Linked DNA regions of Sus scrofa: region 2 is linked to region 1. A link is a contact called in public HiChIP or PLAC-seq data. All regions are on one chromosome and are shown on one strand. The core of a region is the stretch at or near the end of the contact, and the rest is flanking DNA. Distances in the headings are between cores, read along the strand shown.

What was found. HiChIP or PLAC-seq counts read pairs in DNA pulled down with a chosen protein or histone mark.
Region 2: a contact with region 1 is called in an H3K27ac HiChIP or PLAC-seq map of skeletal muscle. The contact joins two enhancer-like sites. A contact is called at or near these places in 2 of 47 Hi-C or Micro-C datasets (both in skeletal muscle) and 2 of 2 datasets of contacts at active chromatin or transcription factors (alveolar macrophages and skeletal muscle).

The regions. Positions count from the first base shown.
Region 1 is chr1:29,301,101-29,305,701 of Sscrofa11.1, forward strand. No RefSeq gene overlaps it. Among named protein-coding and RNA genes, the nearest start is that of ALDH8A1, 240 kb to the left of the region's middle. Within about 2 kb of position 2,526, at least 2 of the 83 cell types and tissues checked have an H3K27ac peak or open chromatin away from gene starts, as enhancers often do. A contact at or near this core is called in skeletal muscle, where this site is marked.
Region 2 is chr1:29,415,924-29,420,524 of Sscrofa11.1, forward strand. No RefSeq gene overlaps it. Among named protein-coding and RNA genes, the nearest start is that of SGK1, 330 kb to the right of the region's middle. Within about 2 kb of position 2,513, at least 2 of the 83 cell types and tissues checked have an H3K27ac peak or open chromatin away from gene starts, as enhancers often do. A contact at or near this core is called in skeletal muscle, where this site is marked.

The DNA.
Region 1 (4,601 bases), core at 1,276-3,775:
CATAGAGCAGGGACTGTATCCGTATCAGTTGCATGAATGAAAGTTTTAAATTCCACACACTCTGAAGCACACTCTGTTTGGTCAGAAAAAAAGTCATGCTCTAAACTACTCAAGCCGTAGTTTCCTTTTTCAAATGACAACGGGGTACTGAGACAGTTCCCTGAGCTCAGTTAGCTTCTGACTCAGTGAACTACCAGAGGTCTCCTCCTTAGGACTGACTGAGTTGGCCGGGATCAGAAGCACACGTTCAGACACCAGCTGAGAACACAGTTTTCAAGACGACCTAGAGGGGATGAGGTGGTTTAAAAGCTGAAGCTCTAAGGGTGTTGCTTACCCTGCAGCCATACATACATGCCTCTACTGGCTAAAGCAATCGTGACACCGTGTAATACTGTGCTGTCATTAGAAAAGATGACACAGGAGGACACTGAATGACATGGGAAAATGGGGTACATAACATCAGGGAGAGTACGTTCCCATGTTAGCTAAAGGAAATATAGAGATGTCTATTCTTATGAGGCACAGACCCAGAAGAGATACACTAAAGTGTTAACACCCTCTCTGGGTGAAGTGACTATGAGTATGTTTTAAAAATTTCTTCTCTTCGCTTATTTTTCTGTCAAAAATGTTTTTAAAAAGATAAACAAGAATTGGAAGGCTTGTTTCTGTGACTATTACATAATGCTTATTTGCCACCTTATCAAATCAAGGCAGTTGTTTTTCTTTAACCAAAATTTTTTCTACAACACAATGCTTTAAAAAAAAAAAAGAGGGAAGGGATAATCTATGTTCCCAAAGCCAGAGAACTAACAAACAAGCCTCTCATTACCCAAGGAACTGGCAAAATAGGCCAGGTAGATTGTCCCTCCATGAAAGTGTTGATAACGGTGACCTACCTGGCTATTATGCTGACAAGCTCTGGTGGCAGGAAAATAGATGTAATTATAAGAATTTTTGACAGTTATGCAGTAGTTTTCTTCACAGAACTGACACGTTTTGTGTAAAAATATTTGACTTTGCTTAAAAATCTCCCGCTGGTACAGAGGAGAAGCTGCATATTTCATGAGCATTCAGATCAGGGATAAGCAACATGGGAACAAATGTTGCAGCATTGAGACCACGCATATCTTAAGCTGGTCACATGCACATTAAGTGGCTTTCTAGAACCAGAGAAATGCTGGATTGCTTCATGGTGTGTAGTCCTTACTGCTTTACAAAAGTAACGAAACCTTTAGTTGTGACGTCTGGCTCTTGATCATTACGAACCATGAAGAATTATATCCTGGAACTTCCCGTTGGGCATAAAGGGTGACCACTTCATTGGAAATAGCAGAAAAGCAGCTAGAGAATGACTTTGGGCAGCTCCACCTTAGGAGACCACATGCAATTAGTGGCTTGGGAAAAATCCATGTCCCCACCATAGAATTGGTACATGGACATAGCACCATCCTGGCACAGAAAATTTCCCCAAAATATTTGTTAAACAAGTGGATGTGTTGTACAAATGTCCAGATAGAGAGGCATACTGCAAACTCACACGTCAATCTCCCCTAACCTACTTGCTTCATGTAAATTAATCAAAATTAATCCACCTCTACCTCTCTATGTAGTTCCTATATAGCACTGCTGAAGGTAGGTCTGAAGTTTCTCTTTTCTCTAGAAAAATACCTAAGAATTTTGTCTCTAGATATTATTTGCTTAATTCGAATGGCAAAATAAAAATGAATACACAGAAGTCAACACAACACATGTACAGGCAAACTTTTGCAGTTTAAGAGCATAATTTTTGTTAAAAGGTACACATGAACACACACACACACACAGAGCATTAACTGGTCCCCGTACATAAATAGCAAACTTCTAGAGTCTGTAATAAGCTGTCGTTTCTTTGGTATTTTTAAAAATAATATCTGAACCTACTAAAATAATTCTCTTTGTTCTCCTCCTCCTCTGCTTTCTCACTATTTTAAAGCAATTACTAAATAGAACTTGAACCCAGAGAAGATGATAAAAGAGGGCAAGTAGAAAGAACCTGACTATTATGAAGCATCTATTGTGTGCCAGGCACATTTAATACTTCTTTAGGCATTTACATTTAATATTTCTTTTAATCCTCAAAAACCCTTGCCCAGTAGATATCATTAACACTATTTTATGCACCAGGAAATATATTCAGAGAGAACAAGAGATCTGCACAAACTCAAGTAACTGATCAATGATTGAGCAGGGCTGGGACTCAAGTCTGAGAAGCTCGGAGTTTTCACTGCATCACTGTCAATAATGTAGAAATATTCCTGCTCCCTGACAGAAGATTATTATAATTTGGAAAACCATTTAATCCATGGTGTCTTCCCTCGCCTCCTCCTATTTGACTGTGGTGTCAGATTTTGACACCAAGTGTCCCCTGGAGTTTGAAATAGAAAAGGACTGTGGCTTGGACAACTCACTGGCTGACTCGAGCCTTGGTTGGGCCAGAATTCTTATTTAGTTCCCTTCCTCTTCTCAGTTTCAGGTTGCAACCTGTGTCTGTGTCTTTTACTCAAGGAACAGGTGGCCTTCCTTGCTTGCACGAGATGACAGTCCACAGTGTTTATGTCAATTCGTCTCACGATGTTCAGTACATTTTTTATGGCACCAAAGATCAGCGGGAACTGGGTTTTGTACATAGAGGTAAAAGATCTCTGACAGGAGCTGGGCACACTCTTGGCATTTCCTTTCATCTGCTCGCTTTTTTTATTTGTGTTCCTCACAGACGATTTAAATAGCTTGTTTATTTTTCAGTTAAACTTCACAATGGCTAACATTGTTCCTATGGTACAAAATTAATTTTGATGAGGTGATGATGTCAGGAGGACACTGGGCTAGTCCCTTTTGCGAGTGTTTTATGAACTTTGGTTCACCTGTTTACTCTGGTGGAGCTAAGAAGGTGACACTTAGTGACATGTTCTTCTGTATCTGTGAAAAATAGCCTTTCTGATAGTTAGGTCCCTGGTTTTCAGGGCTCACCGAGTATGAAATGGAAATGGGATGCCTTTCATGGCTCATCACCGTCATGACCTTGGTCCAGTTCAGACAATCAAACTACATCAGAGCCCGTCCTTTCCGCGGCAGGAAGGTTGTAGTCGTATTTTCTCTGTAATATCCATGTTTTATATATGAATGTTATAAAATTCACATGGTATAGTGTATGCCATTCTATATCTCACATTATTCTCTGAAACATGTTCATAACTATTTACCCTAAGTCAATAAATATTTTCTTGAAGAATAATTTTCCTAGGATATGTTCTATTCCTTTTCAGGATGGGACATAATTTATTCAGCTAATTCCCTGTCATTAATTTTTTCTTTGTTTCTAACTAGTCTTTGCTATGAAAACTGTTTAAGAGATATTCCTGTGTGTGGATTTTTGAACATAGTCAACATTGTATGGTCGACTTCTATAAATGTGGAATTGCTGAGTAAAGGAACAAATTCATCCTGAAAAAGTGTGATTATGCCAGTTTTTTGGTTCTCCACCAGTTTTGCTTCCTCTCTTGCTCCGTTGTTTCACCATTTGTGTGTTGACCTGCTATCCCAGCACATGATTTGGGTTCCTTTAGAAGCTGGGAGTGTCTTGTCATTTTCTCCACTCTGCTCACTTTGCTGGACACCTACTCCTGTAACTTCCTCAAAATAAGCATTGTGGAGTCGTAATGACTACGTGTCTTTCATTTGGCATCTGAAATATCTGTATCAAAAGTCAGACAACCCCAAATGTGTCAAATTATTATTGACAGCTCTTTTGAAAGCTCAGTAATATGCCAGAAATATTCTGTGGCTGATCATAGATAAAATTTCTCCTCCAAGTTATTTTCTTAGTCTTCTACAGCATGAATGCTATTCTTTTCTTCAGATAAAACTGATTAAACAAGGCATAGAGAGATCTACCTTTGGATATGTGTTCCAGATTCATTAGTAATAGTTTTAAACTTAGTTTTTCACCTGAAGATATATTGATCTTATACCCATCTATCAGCAGGGATGCCTGTGCATTTAAATACAACACTAAATCATTTTTTTTGTCTTGGAATTTCTGTCTCTTCTTTATTTCTTGGGCAGGTGAAAGGGATTCAGGTAATATTTGTATTGGAAATATGCTTAGACAAGTGTGCCAGTCACCAGATTAACTATAAACACATAGGTCTTTTGGCGTCGGACTAAGAAAATCAGTCCTCTCATTAAGTGCATACACAATGTCCTGAACAACTATTATGATTAATTAACTTTTCCATGTTGCGGTAGGGAGTTTTACCAGCTCTTAGAGAACTAGATCCAACTAGCTTGTCATCTGATCACAAAAGAGAACAGGTCAAGTGAAAATGGAAAAAGCCAGCAACCAATCCTTTAAGAGGAAATGGTGATTTTTTGAAAAGGCATCTTGGTCTAGTTAATATTTTGTTATCTTTTTTCCTGAAAGGAATATTATTTTACCGAGGGATTTTAAATCTGCCTTTGAATATTCACTTCTAATAGACTGTGTTTACTGCTGTCTGTTCATATGTTGGAACCTTGTCTAGAGATCACCTTTCTTTGAGCTCTTGATGGAAGGTCAGACCTGG
Region 2 (4,601 bases), core at 1,263-3,762, 110 kb after region 1:
CTTAGAAATAATTTGCTCTCAGATTAAGCCAACCTCCTACTCCCCAAACAGAACTTCCTTTTGTCTGTAATTTGTGTTAACATATCTTTCACATCTGGCACAAAATTAAACAAGACTAGTGTATACTCACATAACTTAAAATTCTCCATGAGTATGTTCTAGGTTAATGAGCATTTGTTACTCTATCAGGAGTTTCATGATAGAAAATAACATTAAGGAGTTCCTGTCATGGCTCAGTGGTTAACGAATCTGACTAGGAACCACAAGGTTGCAGGTTCAATCCCTGGCCTCACTCAGCGGGTTAAGGATTTGGTGTTGCCGTGAGCTGCAGTGTAGGTCACACACACAGATTGGATCTGGCATTGCTGTGGCTCTGGCGTAGGCAGATGGCTGCAGCTCCGATTAGATTCCTAGCCTGGGAACCTCCATATGCTGCGGGTGAGGCCCTGGAAAAGACAAAAAAAAAAAAAAAAAAGACAAAGAAAATAACATTAAAAACAATAAAAGATAGAAAAATGAAATTAACTCTCAATCCACTACTGCAATACCAGCTGTATTTCCTTTTCCAGATTTTGTTCATTTGCTGCTGTGTCTCACTTTATGATGGTGAAACTGTTTACTCATAACAAGAGAGGTAGTGAAATTGACTGTCTTTATCCCTAACATAACAATAATTATTCTGTTATAATTAAGTAAGAACTGCTGGTTTGTAGATGGCTCTATCATGGTACATGGACAATTGCTTTCCCTGACTCTGAGCTCCTCAAAGTAAAGACCATCCTGTTTAGGTTCTCGCACAGAAAGCCTGATTAAATCCAGCAAAATGGTCTGGAGTTTACTGTCTTCTGCTCCATCCAGCTGACTAAATGATAAAGGGTAACAGCTGCAGTACTTTCTTTGTGTGTGTCCTGATGTATCTGTGTTTTAATTGCCAAGTTAGACACTAATCTCTCTAGTGAGTTGGACAGGAAGTAGGTTGTTACGTCATGGAAAAAATAATCTACGTCTCTGCATACAGATTTTAAAGAAATTAAACCCTGGCTATTTATTACTAATATGTTTTTGAGATTAAGTCATCATTATTGGAAAGGAATGTTTTACTACTTACTCCACTAATATTTGGATGCAGCTACATTCGGAGTCTAGTTATATGGATTGTGTGTAATGGTTCACTTGCTACCGATAAGTCATTATCCCCAATGAACCAGATTTGCCTGCCTGGGGGAAATGTTCTGGGATGTACTACATTTATTTAGAAGGTTTTGGTTTGTTTAATAGCCCTTTTTAGCAAAACCTGAAACTTGAAAGTTGTCCAAATTCACTACCAGAATGTAGCTAGAGCTCCTATTTGGTGATGAAAGTATGAAAAGATCTTGATTCCTAATGATCTTCTATGTCTCAATTTATATAAAGTTGCAAGTACATCATGACCTTTGCTTATGAGTTACAGAAGCTGAAACAAAATTAGATAATGTTGCATTCAGCAGTTGAATACATGCTATAAAAATAAAGCCAAATTCTAAGAAAACCAAAAATTAATTAAAATGCTTGATGTAATTTCATCACAGTGAAGGTCCAATACCATTGTATCTGCCAAAAAGTTTATTTTACAGCAAAAATGATTTTTGTGATATTTTTAAGAAGCTAAAATTTATTTTCATCATTTCAGCTTTTATCCCTTTAACTGATATTCCCATGTGATGCTTATTCAAGAGTCAAAACAAAAATAGTCTACATGGGAAGAAATTGTTTTTATTGTCGTAATGGTCTCCACTAAAGATTAAAATGCTCATTATTTTAATCTAAAGTTTTAGAAGGAGATCAGAATTTTATAAAAAAATATTTTCCCCATGAATTATTTTTTCTTATGCCTTGCTTTTTTAAAAAGTAAATACTCTCTAACTCTGAAAATTTTTTTCTCTCCATAATAATAATAATTGCTAATGAACAGGAGGGAAGGGGGCAGGGGACAACTTTTAAGAGAATGACATTAATTAAGACAGTGGATTCAAGTCCCAACATGGATTTTGGCTGCATTAGAGTCCCAGCTCATGGGTTCAAGTTCCAATCTGAGTTGTGCAGTTTCAGCAATACTAAATGAAATTTATAGTGGAAAAATTTCCACAAAGGTTATCTCAGTATATTTTTATAAAGTCTTTTGAGGTAGCAGTTATTGTTTTATTTGTTGATGGGTCAGGATATTGAAGCCCAAATCCATGAAAAGTCTTTTTAATTCTTATAACAAGTCTATGGAAAACCCATAATTTGAGTTTGTGGCTGGCTTCCCAGTGTACTGTTCTTTTCATCAGCCTTGTATATCATGTGTTGATGGCAATGGAACAATGATTGAAAGTTCCCAAAAAGTTACCTTAAAGTCTTTTTACTGCTTCAGCCAAAGTATTTTGTCATAGTCAGATGTGGTGATTTGTGCTCACGTTCTTACTCTGCCTTGGTCCCCCAGCAGCTTTGCTTGGCACAGTTTTAAAGCTCTTGCTTATAAATGGAAACATGTGCCCTCTCCCATCTCCTGTGTCCACTCTCCCCTCATGCTGTATCCTCCCTCTCACCCAGATACTGCTACATTTAATGAGCTTACAATTATTTTTAAACTTCTTCCCATGAGGTGGTATCTTCATGCCAGCTGGAAGAAAGAATGTAATCCATCTTGCAGAGGCTAAACCATGGGTCATGGGAAGAGCAAGGGGATGGTAAGAAGGGGATATTTGATGGAACGTTCCATAGAAATGTCAAACTCAGTATCACATTTCTATCCAACTCCAGATTTTACAGATGCAAATGTTTGTGCTAGAACCAATAAGAGAAATCAGTTTGAGTTTGGAGAAAATGTTTCTCTCGGATTAACAAAGAAAGAGAGAGAGTGAGAGCAAGAGAGAGAAATGGAAGAATAGAGAAGAAATGGAGGAAGGAAAGAAAAAGACAGAGGGAAGAAAAAAAAGGAAAGAAGAAGAAAAGAAAGGGCAGGGCTTTTTGTGCATGCATGTTTTCCTGGTTAGAGAATCAATAAATCCCATCTGGCTAGTGGACTTTATTTGCAAATTCATATCAGAGGTTATTAATGGGTGAATAATGCTATGATCAAAGAACTAGAAAAGAGTATACATATATATATATATTTCTGTTGAAGAATAACCAAACTGCATGTGAAAGAACAATGTAGATAACTATCCAGTACCATGTGGTTGTTAGGAAGAGTTGCTTGAGGTTCCATCAAGGAAGGAGCATCACACGCCTTGGCCCTCTGGCATGCTCATCTCAGTAAGCATCGCTACCAGCTACTTAGGTCCAAGCCTGGGACCCACCAATGCTTTATACTTTCTTCTTTTAAAGAGAAGAGGGGGATAAGAGAAAGAAACCTCCTGACTGGTTGGGAGGTGGGAGGGTAAACCAACCAGTCCTCTTCATCGCTCCCTCTCATCTTTCTTCACTGCAGCTGTCTGACACATTATGTTGTGCCAGCGTAATAGCAACAGTAGCTTGACTCTTCCTTTCTTCCTAATCTAGCTATCAGGATCTTTCCAAAACACAAAATCCTTTTGCTTAAGGAGCTTAAAATCCTTGAATGCCCTGCCTTTGCCTCAGCATAAAATTCAAAGGCCTTCACCAAGCATATAGAGCCTTTTATGAGTTGACCCCTATTTAACTCGCAAGTCTCCCCTTCACCACTCAACCTACCTATTGAACAAATTTCCATGCAGTTCCAGAGAAGGCTGCACATCTCGTGATGCCATGTCTGTGCTCTAGCTGCTTCTTCCGCAGGATCATCTCCCCTGCTATTTCACTTGGCTGGCTGGGTGCAGACCTCATCTCTTTCAAAAGTTCACCTGCTCCAGCCTCCTCCTGGTGCCAGAATCTGTTTTAGATGTCTCTTCTGGGGCTCACTCCCATCTCACACTCTACTTCCCTGTATCCTGGCAACTATCAGAATCTGTTCACTTTTCTGTCTCCACACTAGACTTTGAACTCCTTCCCGGTACGCACCTAATATATTCCGGGCACAGGGAGGTGCTCACTTCAGTAAATCCTGGTTTAATGACTTAAAGGATTAATGAATTAAAAAATAACATGGTAACTGAAAGAAACAAAAAAGAGACAAGTCCATGAAGTTTGGGATGGGTGGTAGTGATGGTAGAGCTGTTTCTCTGTAGCATTACCTAAGATGGATAAAATGGCAAGAATCCAGAACTGGACTGGGTTCTAGTCTAACTTTGATCCTAGCAGTGTGCCCTTGGGCACTTAACTTCTCTGGACCACAATGATTTTTCTATATATACTATGAACCTCATAGGCTTTTTTTTTTTTGTGAGTTTTACCTGAAAACTGGATTCACCTCATGATGGGTGTCAAGCCAATAGACACAACCTAATGTCTTTGCAGTTAATGTCTTCCTTAAATCTCTGATCCCAGAGATCACTGTTCATTCTGACACTAGGTCTTTGCCTTTTTAAGAGTTTAATGTAAAAAAAGTAATACTATAAATAGTCTTTTGGTTTGACTTATTTCCTTTAGACTGTTTTTAGGTTTATTTATGCTCTGTATATTGTGTTCCATGATGATGCTTCTGGTATTTCACAGTATGAATT